Linked DNA regions of Mus musculus: region 1 is linked to region 2. Evidence: chromatin contacts called from public HiChIP or PLAC-seq data. All regions are on one chromosome and are shown on one strand. Each heading gives the region's core, a stretch centred on a gene start, on an enhancer-like site or on the middle of the called end of the contact. The rest is flanking DNA. Distances are from core to core; before and after follow the strand shown. Region 1 overlaps Ext1 (exostosin glycosyltransferase 1). Region 2 overlaps Ext1 (exostosin glycosyltransferase 1).

Evidence for each region. HiChIP or PLAC-seq counts read pairs in DNA pulled down with a chosen protein or histone mark.
Region 1: a contact with region 2 is called in an H3K27ac HiChIP or PLAC-seq map of regulatory T cells, with 5 times the contacts expected there. The contact joins two enhancer-like sites. A contact is called at or near these places in 1 of 484 Hi-C or Micro-C datasets (cerebral cortex) and 1 of 115 datasets of contacts at active chromatin or transcription factors (regulatory T cells).

Annotation. Positions count from the first base shown.
Region 1 is chr15:53,264,154-53,270,690 of GRCm38.p6, forward strand. The region is part of intron 1 of Ext1 (exostosin glycosyltransferase 1); the gene reads right to left. Among named protein-coding and RNA genes, the nearest start is that of Ext1, 79 kb to the right of the region's middle. Within about 2 kb of position 3,383, at least 95 of the 459 cell types and tissues checked have an H3K27ac peak or open chromatin away from gene starts, as enhancers often do. A contact at or near this core is called in regulatory T cells, where this site is marked.
Region 2 is chr15:53,098,950-53,105,628 of GRCm38.p6, forward strand. Ext1 (exostosin glycosyltransferase 1) reads right to left here. Exons shown (of 11, transcript NM_010162.2): 4 at 2,736-2,855. Among named protein-coding and RNA genes, the nearest start is that of Gm41323, 170 kb to the left of the region's middle. Within about 2 kb of position 1,627, at least 49 of the 459 cell types and tissues checked have an H3K27ac peak or open chromatin away from gene starts, as enhancers often do. A contact at or near this core is called in regulatory T cells, where this site is marked.

The DNA.
Region 1 (6,537 bases), core at 2,133-4,632, 170 kb after region 2:
ATGACATGTCATCTCAAGGCAAGGTCACATTATTTCCTAGATGTTAACTGACTATGATATAAAGTTCATGAGTAAGAGAGTTACGTTGCTTGAGATAAATGAGGGTAAAGTTTACTTTCCCAATAACTACTGAAAAAGGAAGTTTGCTCTGAGTAGGGAAAAGGAGACTTATTAAACTATTTTCCAGAACTTCAAGTAGCATTACTGGTACACAGACAATGAACTAATTATAAATAACCCAGTAATCCTTACGAAGCATAACAGTCCTGAGTACTGGCAATTAAATACAGTGTCACCAGACTCAGAACAATGGGAGGACAACAGGGACACCCTCCCTGGCGTTGCTCAGAAGAAACCTTAGTCGGCCAATGGCAACTTCGAAGTAGGAACATCCCTGAGCCGAGTGGAGGACATTTAGAAGACTCCCAGGCGACAGAGGAGCTATGGGAATCAGAAGCAAGTCCTCTGCCTTCCAAAGGGAATGATGATCACATCCAGATGCAGAGCCATGTGACAGATTAACCTTCCTGTGTCAACTCCATCACCAATGTTGGGAAGTTAGCCCAGTGGGTAGTGCATGCCACTCACGGATGAGGAACTGAAATCCATCCATCCTCAGAACCCATGTAAAATAGCCAGATGCGGTAGCACAGCAGGATACACTTATTATCCCAGTACAGGGAGAGTAGAGGCAGGTGGTTCCCTGAGACTGGCTGGTCAGCCACCCTGGCCTAATCAGCAAGTTCCAGGCAAAGCTACTGTTTCAAAAACAATGTTGACGTCTGGCTCCACAGGTACACGCCCACAGGAGCATGTATGCCTGAAGATATGCACACATGAACACAATCACCAAAGATTAATACAGAAGCTGGGCATGATGGGACACCTCAGCCTCATCACTCCAAAGCTGCGCCATCAAGATGATAACGTTGAAGCCGGTCTGAGCCACAGAGTTAGACCCTGCTTTAAATAATGCTAACAATAAACAATAAAAAACTTCTAAAAATAAAAAGCTACTGCTGAGGAGGGGAGGAAGGAGCCTACATAGGAATGACATGAAGAAGTGGCTATAGTACCGAGGAATACATGGCTCTAGCAGTTCCTGAACCACAGTGTCGGGGCCAGGACCAGTGAGGTAAAGGATGGGACTGTGAAGCTCATACAAAGCACTTCTTCCTTTCTTCCCACTGATCATTCATTCTCACGGTCCAGGGCCATGATGCATTAGAAGCAGTGACTCCGGGGCTGGGAACATAGAGATGCTGGACATCAGACCTGCCTCAGGCTGACAAGTAGTCTACAGTGTGTTCTGTTGTCACTTACTGCCCCCTTCCTTGAACCCTTTTCATCCCCTTGCTGACTTCTGGACAGACACAGACGGCTGGCAGTCGGAAGAGATCATATACACTCGTGTAATTGCCCAGGAGAGAATGTATTATTTTGTTAATAAGATAAGAGGGAGCTCTTATGCTTCAGAGTTAAGACAAAACAGAGGAGGAAAGAGTGGGAAAATAAGCCAGAAGCTATTCTTAGTAACTGCCAAGACATCTCAGAGCTTTGCTGCTAGGCTTCTTAGTACGACTGTCCTCTCAAGAACTATTAGAAACAACAGAGGGGGGGAAATGCCAGGAGTGCCCAGATAGGACTGCACTCAGGAGGCGGGACAGATTGTTTAAGTGCATGCCTAACTAGCATGCATAAGACAAAGAAAGAGAAAGATGGGAATGGAATCAAAGAAAGGAGGGGATGGGAGAGGAGTTGAGAGCCTGAGAATAGACCATAACTCTTTCCAGGACACATGTCAGGTCAGACGTGTCAAAGAATGTTGAACAGTTGGTTCTTTCCTTCCACTGAAGGTTGTGGGTATGGAACCCAGCTTTTGCCTCCATGAGCCTTCAGCTCCATCTCTCCACCCCAGAGTTATTAACTTACCACAAAGACTCTGCTGATCAGTGCTATCAAGAACTAGTCCAGGACACTGCATCCAGGGCAAGGGGCTTGAGACACACTTGCCTGAGTAACAACAGCTCAGGAGACTAGAGGGTTGAGGCAGAAGGGAGAACAAACAGGGCTAGAGGAAGCTTGAAAGGAGGCCTGGCCATTGGAGGAGACATCAGGAGACCTCTTCCTCTAAGCACAGGAGGGAGATGCTAGAGACTGGGTGTTTAAAGAGCAGAGTAAAAGTGGAGGTTTATGAGTGTATACCATATCTTCTTGTCAGTGTGTTTGTGTGTTTCCACAGATGGATGTGAGCTGGTACTATATATGCATGGAGCTGCCTCCGTCCAAATACAAAAAAGGACTTCTAACAGGGTTTGCTTCTGAGAAAAGAAACTGAGATCTAGAAGCTGTGTAATTAAAGCAAGAGGAGAAACCTCCTGTTACTGTGCCTGGCACACAGAGAAGGGAGAGGAGGTGGCTACTCTCTGAAAGGCCTGAAGCAGGATGCGCTAGAGGCCAGCCAGGGATACACAGTGAGTCCCGCGCTGACCTAGACTATAGCATAGACTCTGTCTCAAAAACAGAAAAGGGAGCAGGGGGGAGGGGAGAAAGAGAGGAGAAAGAGGGGAGAAAGAGGGAAATGAAAGGTGGATGGATAGTGGCAATGTTTATAATCCCATGAGAGGTGGAGGCAGGGGGATCAGGAGTTCACACTCACCCTAACCTTCCTACACTGAGAGTTTAGAGGCCGGCCTGCACTGGGTAAGACTGACATATAGGAGGAGAGAGGGAGAGAGGAAAGATACTCAGCATTGAGAGGGAGCATTCCTTCCTGTGTGAAGGGACTAGAACTATTCCTGGCCCCTGGCTGATTTCTGTGGCTTCCCCAAGAGTAGAGTTTCAAAGTCCAGGGGCAGATTTCTACGTAGCAATGGCAGCCAGAGATCTACAGAACAGGCATTCCAGCCAAAGAATGTTGGCTTGTGGGGGAAAAACAGAAGCAGAACAAACCACACCAGGTTTAAGATAAGAAGGGAGCCTGATACCGTCTAGTGCCACCCCACCCACATCTGCCTTAAATGGCTGCTCAAAGGAGAGCTGAGCAACTTCCTCCCAGGTGCCACTCTCCTTTGCTTAGCTCTGGTTTTGTCGATTTGTTTTGCTTTGCTTTTGTTTCTCTTTCGAGTTGATAGTGTTGTTTTCTGACAAGGTATCATGTAGCCCAGGCTATCCTCAAACTGACCTCAGACTCCTGATCTCCCTCCCAAGGTCTGGGATTACTGGAGTGAATCACTGTACCAGGCCTCGGTAATGCTGCTTACAAAAGCTTTTATCCTGTGGTGGAGAAAAGGCTCAAACAAGCAAAATACAAGGCACAGGACTATAAAAGAGGAGTGAAGAGACCGTTTTGCCAGGTCAGCAAGTCACAGAGAGGTAAATGATGGGACTGTGAACCTCACACAAAGCAGTTTTGGGCACAGAGGTGAGGAAATGTGGTGAAGGAGTATTTTTTTTAAATAACTCTTTGATAATTTTTTTTTGCAAAAATACCACTTCAATCAAAGTTCTGACAATTATGAAACATGCCAGCTGATAGCAAGAATCCATCAAATGTGCCAGAAGTGACAAGAAACGAGAACCTAGATCCTCAAATTGGATGGCCTTCAAGAGTCCCTGACAATCACTGTCATAAATCATGGAGGCCCGACACTGTCAGGATGGGGGTGGGGTGAGGGGAGGCAGTCATTGTCACAAGTTACAGAAGCTAAGCCCAGCAATGCTGCAGTTACAATAAGCATTGCCAGCCACCACTGTTACTACAGGGTAAATGTAGATGGTACCAGTTGTGAGGCTAGGTAGAGAGGTACCAGGACCACTGTCAAGATCTTTGATCTTAGGAACCTCACAGTTACTGCTAAGATAATTCTCCTGACCTGCCCCCCAAATAATTCATATTTCCCTGTCCAGAGGCTCAATACTGGCAGTGAGCAAAACTGTAAGAGAAAGCAGCATATCCAAGTCACTGGCTTAATTAGCAGTCCAAGATAAAAACAAGCCTTTGAAATTATTTTTTATTTACACACAGTTACTAGTATGCTATTTATGTCTGACTGTAAAACAATATAACAACCTCTAAGCTTTCTTGCTTTCAACTTATCTCTGTTTTTCTTTGAAATCAAGCAAATAAAATAAACTCGCCTCGGTTGCAGGTGTTTAGCAGACCAATTAAACTTTTGACACATCCCCTTGAGACAGGAATCAATATATCATCATCATAACTTTAGTTGGACATGTGACCCATGCTAAGCCACAGGGGGAGAGGTGCATTGAAGATTAGTCGTTAGCGAACTGTCATCTGACTGGCAGCTCTGTCATGGGCATTGTTACAGTTAGAACATTTCATTTCGTTCTTCTGGTTCCTTCATCTTTCCAAAAAATAACAGGTTGGGCACTAGGGTTAGCATCTACAGACAATATAGTAAGTCACGGATTCTTGATATTGTATGGACACTGTCCAGCACGTACAACAACCCATTAGTACACTTCTGAATAGGATCTTTTCCAATGAACCCTACATGGTTCACTCTGGAACACAGACAACATGCTTCTTGGTGACCACATCACTTGAGGTAATAACCTATCACAGAGCCGCAAGGACCTGGGCTTCCAGAAAGGTACTTGGGCCCAAAGGGGGAGGCAAAGTGACTTCCTGGTGGTAAGGTTTGAGGAAAGAAGCTGTAAATAGTACTTAGAACTAATATTCGGGGGGGTGGGGGCATAAAGTGTGAGTCGTGATATCAACTTACAAACCCAGATTGCTTAGGTTTGAACGGTCTTCAGTGGACAGAGCCATATTAGGGAGACAGCTCATTTAATGTGCTGGACGACTTCCTAAGACCATGCAAAAGTGGAAGATGCTTGGGTTTCAAGAATGGAAAAGTCAAGTCTCTCCCAGAGGCAGGCGCAGAGGCAGGCTTAATGTCCATCTTCTGAGCGTTTGCTACTGCCTGGGCAGTCTGTCTGTCTGTCTGTCTGTCTGTCTGTCTCTCTGTTTGTCTGACGGTCTCCCTCCAGCTATCTCTTTCCATCTCTACTCTGAGCATTCACTTACACAAATGTGAACTGGAAGAGCAGACTCCTATTGCCCCGTGGGTTTCTACTGAGTTGAAGCTTTCTCAGGTGTACTGGCCACTGAGCTCTTAGCCAGGAGCTGGAGAGCAACCACCGAGTGCCCTCGATCTACCCAAAATGTCCACTGCTCTCTGACCATTCCTATTTAGTTCAAAAATATCCCCAGCACAAGATCAGCACTCACGTGGTAAATGGTACCAAATGAGGGGCAAAAATGACAAAGGCTGGACCTTGCAGCTGTTCCTTGGTTCCCCTCCAGGTTGTCATGGGAATTACCTTTTATGAGAGTAATCTCATAGTTCACAGTTACCAGCAGTATGCAATTATCAATATGAGCCTCGCTGTTTGATGCTCACACTCTGTTTTCCATTAATAGAAACACTGCAGATTCTAAATAAATTACAGTGGGAATTAATGGTTGCCGAGATAAGTTTTTCTCCTCCAAGTGAGCATTTTATAACTAATTATGTGGCTGCAATGGGAGAATAGGAAGGAGCTGCGGCCACATTCCTAAAGGCCCCTATAGTAAGGAGAACACTGAAAGCAAGAAAGCCCAATGCTTGGGTCCCCGAAGCAACAGCTCTCTTCCCAGAGCTACAACCTACTGCTGGCCTAGGGCCATGTGAGAGGAAGGGCAGGAATGAATCTGGCCTTAATGAAAAAATAAATACATTCTTTATAAATACACACTTACTTCTAGGTAGCACGGGACAACTACAGAAAACGGAAGCATGAGAGAACTCTCAATGGCAAGCCTACCACGCTCAAGTCACCAGACACACGCTACACCATTCTGAATGCTCACTTTAGGTGGCTGTAGAAAAACTAGTATTGTCTAATTTTTCTGAATGAGTAATATGTCTATTTGCATGTAAATTATCACACATGCACACACACACATATACACATGGAACACACCCATGCACGAGGGTCGGGTTGGTGGGTAAATCAGCTATAAGGAAGAAAAAGGAAAGGGAAACTGAGCAATAACGCATGATAACAAAGTAAAGATGTTTTATACATTAGAAATAAAATACTGAATAGTGTCTAGAGGGGTAAACAGTACATGCTAGAGGCATCACTACATTCAGCAATGACTACGGTTTTGCTTTTCTATTCTTTTTTTTCTTCCCTTTCTTCTTGTATGGTTTCCAACACTCCCCCCCCCCCCACACACACACACACACTCCTCCCAGGTCCTCCCCACCTTCCCACTCACCGAACTCCATCCCCTTTCTCTCTCTCTTTAGAAAACAAACAAACCAACCAAAACAAACAAGAATCTAAAAAAAGAAAAAACACAAAAAACATGCAAGCACACACACCATACATACATACATACACACACACACACAAAACCACCAAACTGCAAACCATAATATAAAGCAAAAGACCAGTATGGAAAACAAACAAACAAACAAACAAAAGAAGGAAGGAAGAAAAGAAAGAAAGAAAGGAAGGAAG
Region 2 (6,679 bases), core at 377-2,876:
TGTGGAGATCAGAGGTGGACAGGTCTGCACTTGGACCTGGACCTTGCAGTTTGGGCTAGCCTGGCTACGTATCAAGCTTCTGGAATATGCCTGCCACTGTCTGCACTGCATTGTAGTCACAGGCCCATGTCACCATGGCTGGCTTTTACATGGATACTGGGAGTCCAACCAAGTCCTCATGCGAGTGTTGCTAATACTTTTATACTATATGCCCACTATTGTACTAACAATACGTTATTTGGTATCAAGTAACACAACTCATATCTTCTCTCATTTGAGAAGTTGGATCAAAGCTCTCATAATTATGGTAGCTTTATAATGTGTGCTAATTAAACTATGGAAATAAATGATCTTTACTGCTTTTCAATAATCCTAGGCTATGGTAGGGCATTTATTCTTCAAACTAAATATAATTAATCTTTAAACTAAAAGTAATTTGTCTAACTTCTTTTAAGACTTTGATGTGTAGATCGAGGAAAATTGCTATCTTTACAGTAGACTCCCCCATTACTCAAGTTTTATTTTATGTCATTCAATTTCATGTGCCATTTTCATCAAACAAAAATAAAACAATATGTTTTTTTCAAGTTTAAGAAAAAACATAGTAATTTAACAAAATATATTATGAACTTTGTAATGCCTGGACTCTTTGGTTCACTAATTTCACTTCATAAATACCAACCTAGAAGTGTAGGCAGAAACAAAGCTCAAAATGCAAGCAAAACACTGACTAAGGCACTGTATGCATTCCCAGTCATCTATGCAGATAGCAGTAATCACAGATAGTATTTACGGTGACCTGCACCAGATGGGTGGATAAGCAGAGGCTTACCACACGATGGTATTAGGGTGAAGACAGATTAAAACGTGGTCTGGGTGTATCGGTGAACAGAGCAGGACAGGATAAAAAGGCTAAGGACACGCCCGAAGACATACTACGTAGCCCGAAAGAGTAACTAAAGCCACGGGAAAACTAGAAAATAACTTACAAGAAAGAAAATAAATGAAGAAAAAAAGGCTACCTTTTTAATACAGAACATGATTAAAAGCCAATAGTCTAAGCAGTTAGACGGTATGATATATTAAAAAAAATGATTGCAGTAAAATATGTGTATGTGTCTGTATGTGTACAGATAAACTATACATTAGAAGGCCAAGGCTCTGTCTAAATGTAGCCAGCAGAGAAGCCACAGACACTGAGACGGGTATAACACAAACAGAGCAAAATGAGTGTGAACAGCTGAGGGGGAATGCTTAGGACAAAAAACTAATATTTCAAATATTCTAAAAACTGCAAGTGTCAAAAATGTTGTGGCAGTTTCTTTTGTTTATCTGTGGGCTTCCTGAGCAAGAGACAGATAAAATCCAGTTAGTTTTGCTAACATTCTAAGAAGTAAAAGGCTAGAAAATGATTTATTATTTTTAAAGAAAAAAAAAATCTCCTATCTCACTCAGAAACAAAAGCAAAAAGGAATGGAAAATAACTTAGATAGACCTGTTTACCTAGCCGCAGGATGTACACCGGGCATAAAAATCCTGGTGACTGGTTGCCTAGAGCTAAGACCTGGAGCTGAAGTTAGGCTGGTGTGGAAAAATTTCCACTGTGCTTTGTCTAACACTCATGCTGACCCTCCCTCCCCTCAACAAGAACACAGCATGATCATGTCAATGGAGCAGGTGACTTCAGTTTCCACGGTATTACTTGGTTGTTTTGTATTTATTCAAGATTATATTAGCTTTCAGAGTGATTGTTAACTTCCGAAGGAAATACTCTCCAAGTGTGTAGTAGATTGTCCTGCCCCATTCTCCAAGTTCCAGGGTCACCTCAGGAGACAATCTGATCACTCCCCTGCTCATAGGCAGGAAACTCATGAGTGTGCAGTTTTCTGTGAGCTTTCTTAGCTCTTTGCAAAGCTCTGCATAGCCCGAGGCCATTGCTATCTGCTCTACTTCCTGTGGTTTTAATCATTTTCATGATTTTCTATTTTGCTATTGCCTTAAACCAGGCAATTTAAAAGAATGAGACATGGCTCAGTGTATGTGGAGTGCTTTCTCAATACAACTCCCCTGCCCCCCAACACACACACACACACACACACACACACACACACAGACAGAATAAAGCAACTTGAAGATGTTTATCCACTCATGAGCCAGAGTTTCTACTTTTATAAAGATTAACATTTTCAACACCAGTAGGATACAACCATGACAGAAGTTTTCTTCTTACCACAACCTTACAACATGGGGTTGGCTGGTTCAGTTGTTTGTGTCTTCAGAAGCAATTCTGCTGTCTCTTAAAGTGCTGTGCCCTATGGTGGCCCCTGAACTGTTCATAGTTTAAGAATGGTGGAGGATAGTTTCCTTACTTGATCAGTATCTTTTTTTCTCAATTTACTCCAGAAATATGTCTTCAAAGGATACCACTGAGTTTGAGTGACAGGAAGATAGTCATTACCCACATTACCTCTGAAATTATGCCAGACAAATCACTTTGTCCAGGGTACAACTTCTCTCCATGTCACTTCTACTATGAGAATTTGTCAGGAATGAGGGCATTTGCTTAAGACTGGTAAAACAGATGTGGGGTTGCAGGATGAGCTGTCACTAAACTATGCAAGGACAGGAAATTTGGTTTTGTCCTACTTGACTAAGTACACAACCCAACAGTAAAAAAAGAGGTTGCAATAAAAGAACTATTATTCAAAGATCATGAGTGGAATGGTCTCACTTACCTCTAGTGTAGTTAATACAATCTTCTCAACTGAAGAAAAATAAGCCTCCCACAAGAACTGTGTCTGCTGTCTAAGTGCTAGGATTTTATCCTGATGAATAGACCTGATTGTAGAAGGAATCTGTAACATAAGGGGAACACATAGTAATTATAACTGCAAAACAGAGAGATGAGCTTGATCAAAACAACTCAGTGGGTTGCACTTTTGTTCTTCATAGCATTCATTTTCTAGAAAACAGGTCTATTAAAAAATCATCACCCAGGCTGAAATGATGGCTAAGCCAGTAAAGGCTAGGCTCACCACCAAAGTCACCAACTGCTAAGTAAAAATGTCCCCAAGAAACATCAGAACAAACAACAGGTCTAGGAAAGCAACCTCAACAGCATTCAAATGCATGGAGACTGTGCACTGGCCTAGCTCAGCTCTAAGATTCTGTGGTAGCAGGTTAGTTGTATAGGGGACTCCTACAGTCCTAAGTCCCGTTCCCTCTTCCTCCTCTTCCTTCTCCTCTTCCTCCTCAAGTCCACAAAATCTTTGGTCCTGATATGGACATGAGAGGTCTTGGAGACAGTAAACAAACAGAACAACAACAACAATAAAAACCAAAAACAAAACCAACCAACCAACCAACCAACCAACCAACAAACCCTTTTCTAAGAAGTGCCACTCTAGGGACCATGAAGTATCTATAAATGTGTCTATTTAAAGACTGTTCATGAGCCTAACCACTCAACCCAAACCGATTTAGCCATGTCCACATGCACATCCTTCTTCTAGTCTCCTTTGAACCTTTTGTACACCTGAGAGCTCTCCTCTCAACTCCAGCCCTTACTCTGATTTCTCTGGATCTCTCAAACATTTCATCATAGGCTGTTCTATACCAAGTTAAATAATTTTGAAGGAAGGCCTTTCTTCCTGTTCATACTGCTATATATTTTGTGGCTAAGAGAATAGTTTTTATGCTAGCTATTCAAGAAATGAGCCTAATTGAGCATGGCCAATAGAAGCTCTCATCAGGATATTGTTATTTTTAATAGTAGCATAGCTTGATAGTAAGGTAAAGGCGTTAAGGGCATCAATGTGGGATTCTGGTTCTACTATTTACTAGATATGCTTCCTTGGATGAATTAGGTGCTCTTTTGGATTGTTCATTCATAACATGATATGGTTGGGTGCTTAGTACAGTGTCTACATATAGAAATCTTAATTATGATGGTTCATTATTACTGCTATTACCATTGTTGACACAGGGAGATGCTAGTCCAAGTTGGACCAATTTATTTTAAGTAGAGCTGGGCCAGTTGTTTACAGTCTACCTATAAATTTGTCTTAGCCCTAGTTCTAAGATGCCTTCCTTGGATTTCTGGCTAAGTTTTCCAGGCTTGCTCCCTGACTGTACGTACAGCTCAAGGGCTGTTCTATTTATGTAATCTACACTAGATTCCTGTGATTGTCAACTGCCCTGCTGTGCGCACCTTTCTGCATGCTTGCCTCCCTAATGCATGATGAATCACACAGACATGGGAGCCTGGGCTACATAAGAAATGCTCTGCCAACCACATTAATAGGAAAGTTACTCAAAATATGGGACTGCACTATAGTTGCGTTCTCATCAGAGGGAAAGGAGATGATAGCACATTGCTAAGATTCAAATTGGCCCTTAAGAAAAGCAGTGAAAAGAACAGAAGGAAAACCTGACTTGCTCTGCCAATATCTCAATGTAGATACTAAGTCTATGCTTTGAAAAGATCATAATACTGAAAAAAATACAGATGCTGAAGGTAAAGTTGAAACACTGGCAGGATCAAGGTCAATGGAAATAAAATATTCTTAGATGAGCTGAACCATTCATGACACAGATCCATGATAAGTCAAGAAAATTTATTTTTATTTGCTCAATGAGAAAATGACCTAGATTGCCGAAGAAAAACTAGGGGGGGAAAACCCTCATCCCCAATTTTTATAAGCATGTCCCTTTCAATGACAATGGCATTCTCTAAGTCATACAGATTGGCATGGCTGTTTTTATCATGGCCACGAGAAAATGCCAAAAGCTACCATGGCTATATGGTCTCCAGAAAGCCAGGTCCATGGTGCTTCTAAAGGGAGGAGGGAGGTGCATAGACTCAGCCAATGATACCACCCCGTGTCTTCCATGGCGACATCCTGTTCTCCCACTTCTAGAGTTCTACCAGTTTGTGTGGAGGATGACTTCAATTGATTGGCAGGATGGAGTTCTAAGTTCCAATGGCATTTGGCTATTGGTTATTAATCTGCCTTTCCTCAGAGACAGGTATGCGAAAGTGATGAATTAATTACGATTTGGACAGGATGATTTGGAAGTCCTAATAAAAGGTTATGTGTGGTAATAGGATCTACCAAAATAGATATAGGAAAGCCACAGTACGCTCCTCGGTGACAGGCTGACAAGAACATATGCAAATAAAAACACCAGAGCTGTTCGAAAACAGGAAATGAAAAATTGTAACATAACAAAAAACATTTCCCAGAGCACACATTTGGGCTCCGTGCCAGCTCTTTAAAACCATTGTTAACAACCGTACAGTCACTGTTCAATATGGAAGCAGCTGTGTAAAAACAGATTGCAGATGAGGAGGAAAAATACTAGCAAGTGTGGGCACAGGGGTGTGAAGAATACAATCTTTAGAGTCAAGTCAAAATGTGGCTTCAAAGAGTGAAAAAGCCAAACTTTAGTAGCCCAGGATAACCATACTTAAGTGTCATGGAATGTTCTCTACTCTAAGACAGACTCCAACTTGTTCATAGCAAGTTCAAGAATGCATTGGTTAAAAAAAAAATTGAGAACACAATGACTGATGGTTTTCATATCCAAAATTTCCTTTATGACTATGTATTATTAAAGCAACATAAAAGGAAAGAAAGACAAAGGCAGTGTGGACAAGCACCACATACCACACTGAGTGTATGACTCAGGCGTCTACTCTGTCTACATGGAGAGCTCTTTCTTAGTATGTCTTGGAGGCTGTCCCTATTGAATTATACCAGGGAATCAGTGCTATGAACACTAACCTTTCGAAATCCCCAAACCTTTCTCAGTGAACACCTATGGAATTATGTTTTGTTTAGAACAGAATAGGCTAGGGATGGAGAGATGGCTCAGCAGTTAAGAGTACTGGATACCCTTTCTACCAGGGGTTCAATTCCTAGCACCCACATGGCAACTTAAAACTACCTGTAACTCCTGTTCCAGGAGATCTGACACCTTTATCAGACATATGGAGTCAAAACACCAATGTACATAAAATAAAAAATAAACAATTTTTTAAAAGGGAGTGGAATGGGCTAAGTCCAAAGAACAGGTTCACTATTTCCAGAGTACCCATCCCCACAGGTTTGTGCTGTGGTCCCAGAGGTCCCAAGATCACACAGCTGAGAACTGAATGACAGGGAGGCTGTTGTGGCCTCGGCTGGATTGGTCCACAGTGCTCTCCATCACGGGCACATTCTCTGGGAGTTTCAGGAGATGACTGCATCCCTTCCGCAGTCCATTAGCAGACCAGCCAGGAGCACAGGAAGAAGAGCAGAAGCTCATCTAGAAACTCCTTGTCTTGGATATCAATTAATTTTGTTTTAAAAACACAAACATTGGAGAGGATCTTTCTACACAACCTTGTGGAGGTTTAACGATAAAGTATTTAATGCCATGAAAAGAAATATTAACTGTGATATAAGAGTATGTGGCAGTTTACAGAGAACCTCAAACACAACTGGGGGTGGGGTAGGGGGGGTAAGGGGATGGGGGCGGGGCTTTGGAAATCTTCATGGCCCCTTCTTGCTCATTCAATTCTCTGGGCAGGCTGAGTTCCCTTTCCTTGCACGACTGAAACTTTTATTAGGGGCCTTTCTTTTAAATACCTATCCAAGTGACAGCCCTCCTGCGGGTCCTCAGGGTTGAGTACTGC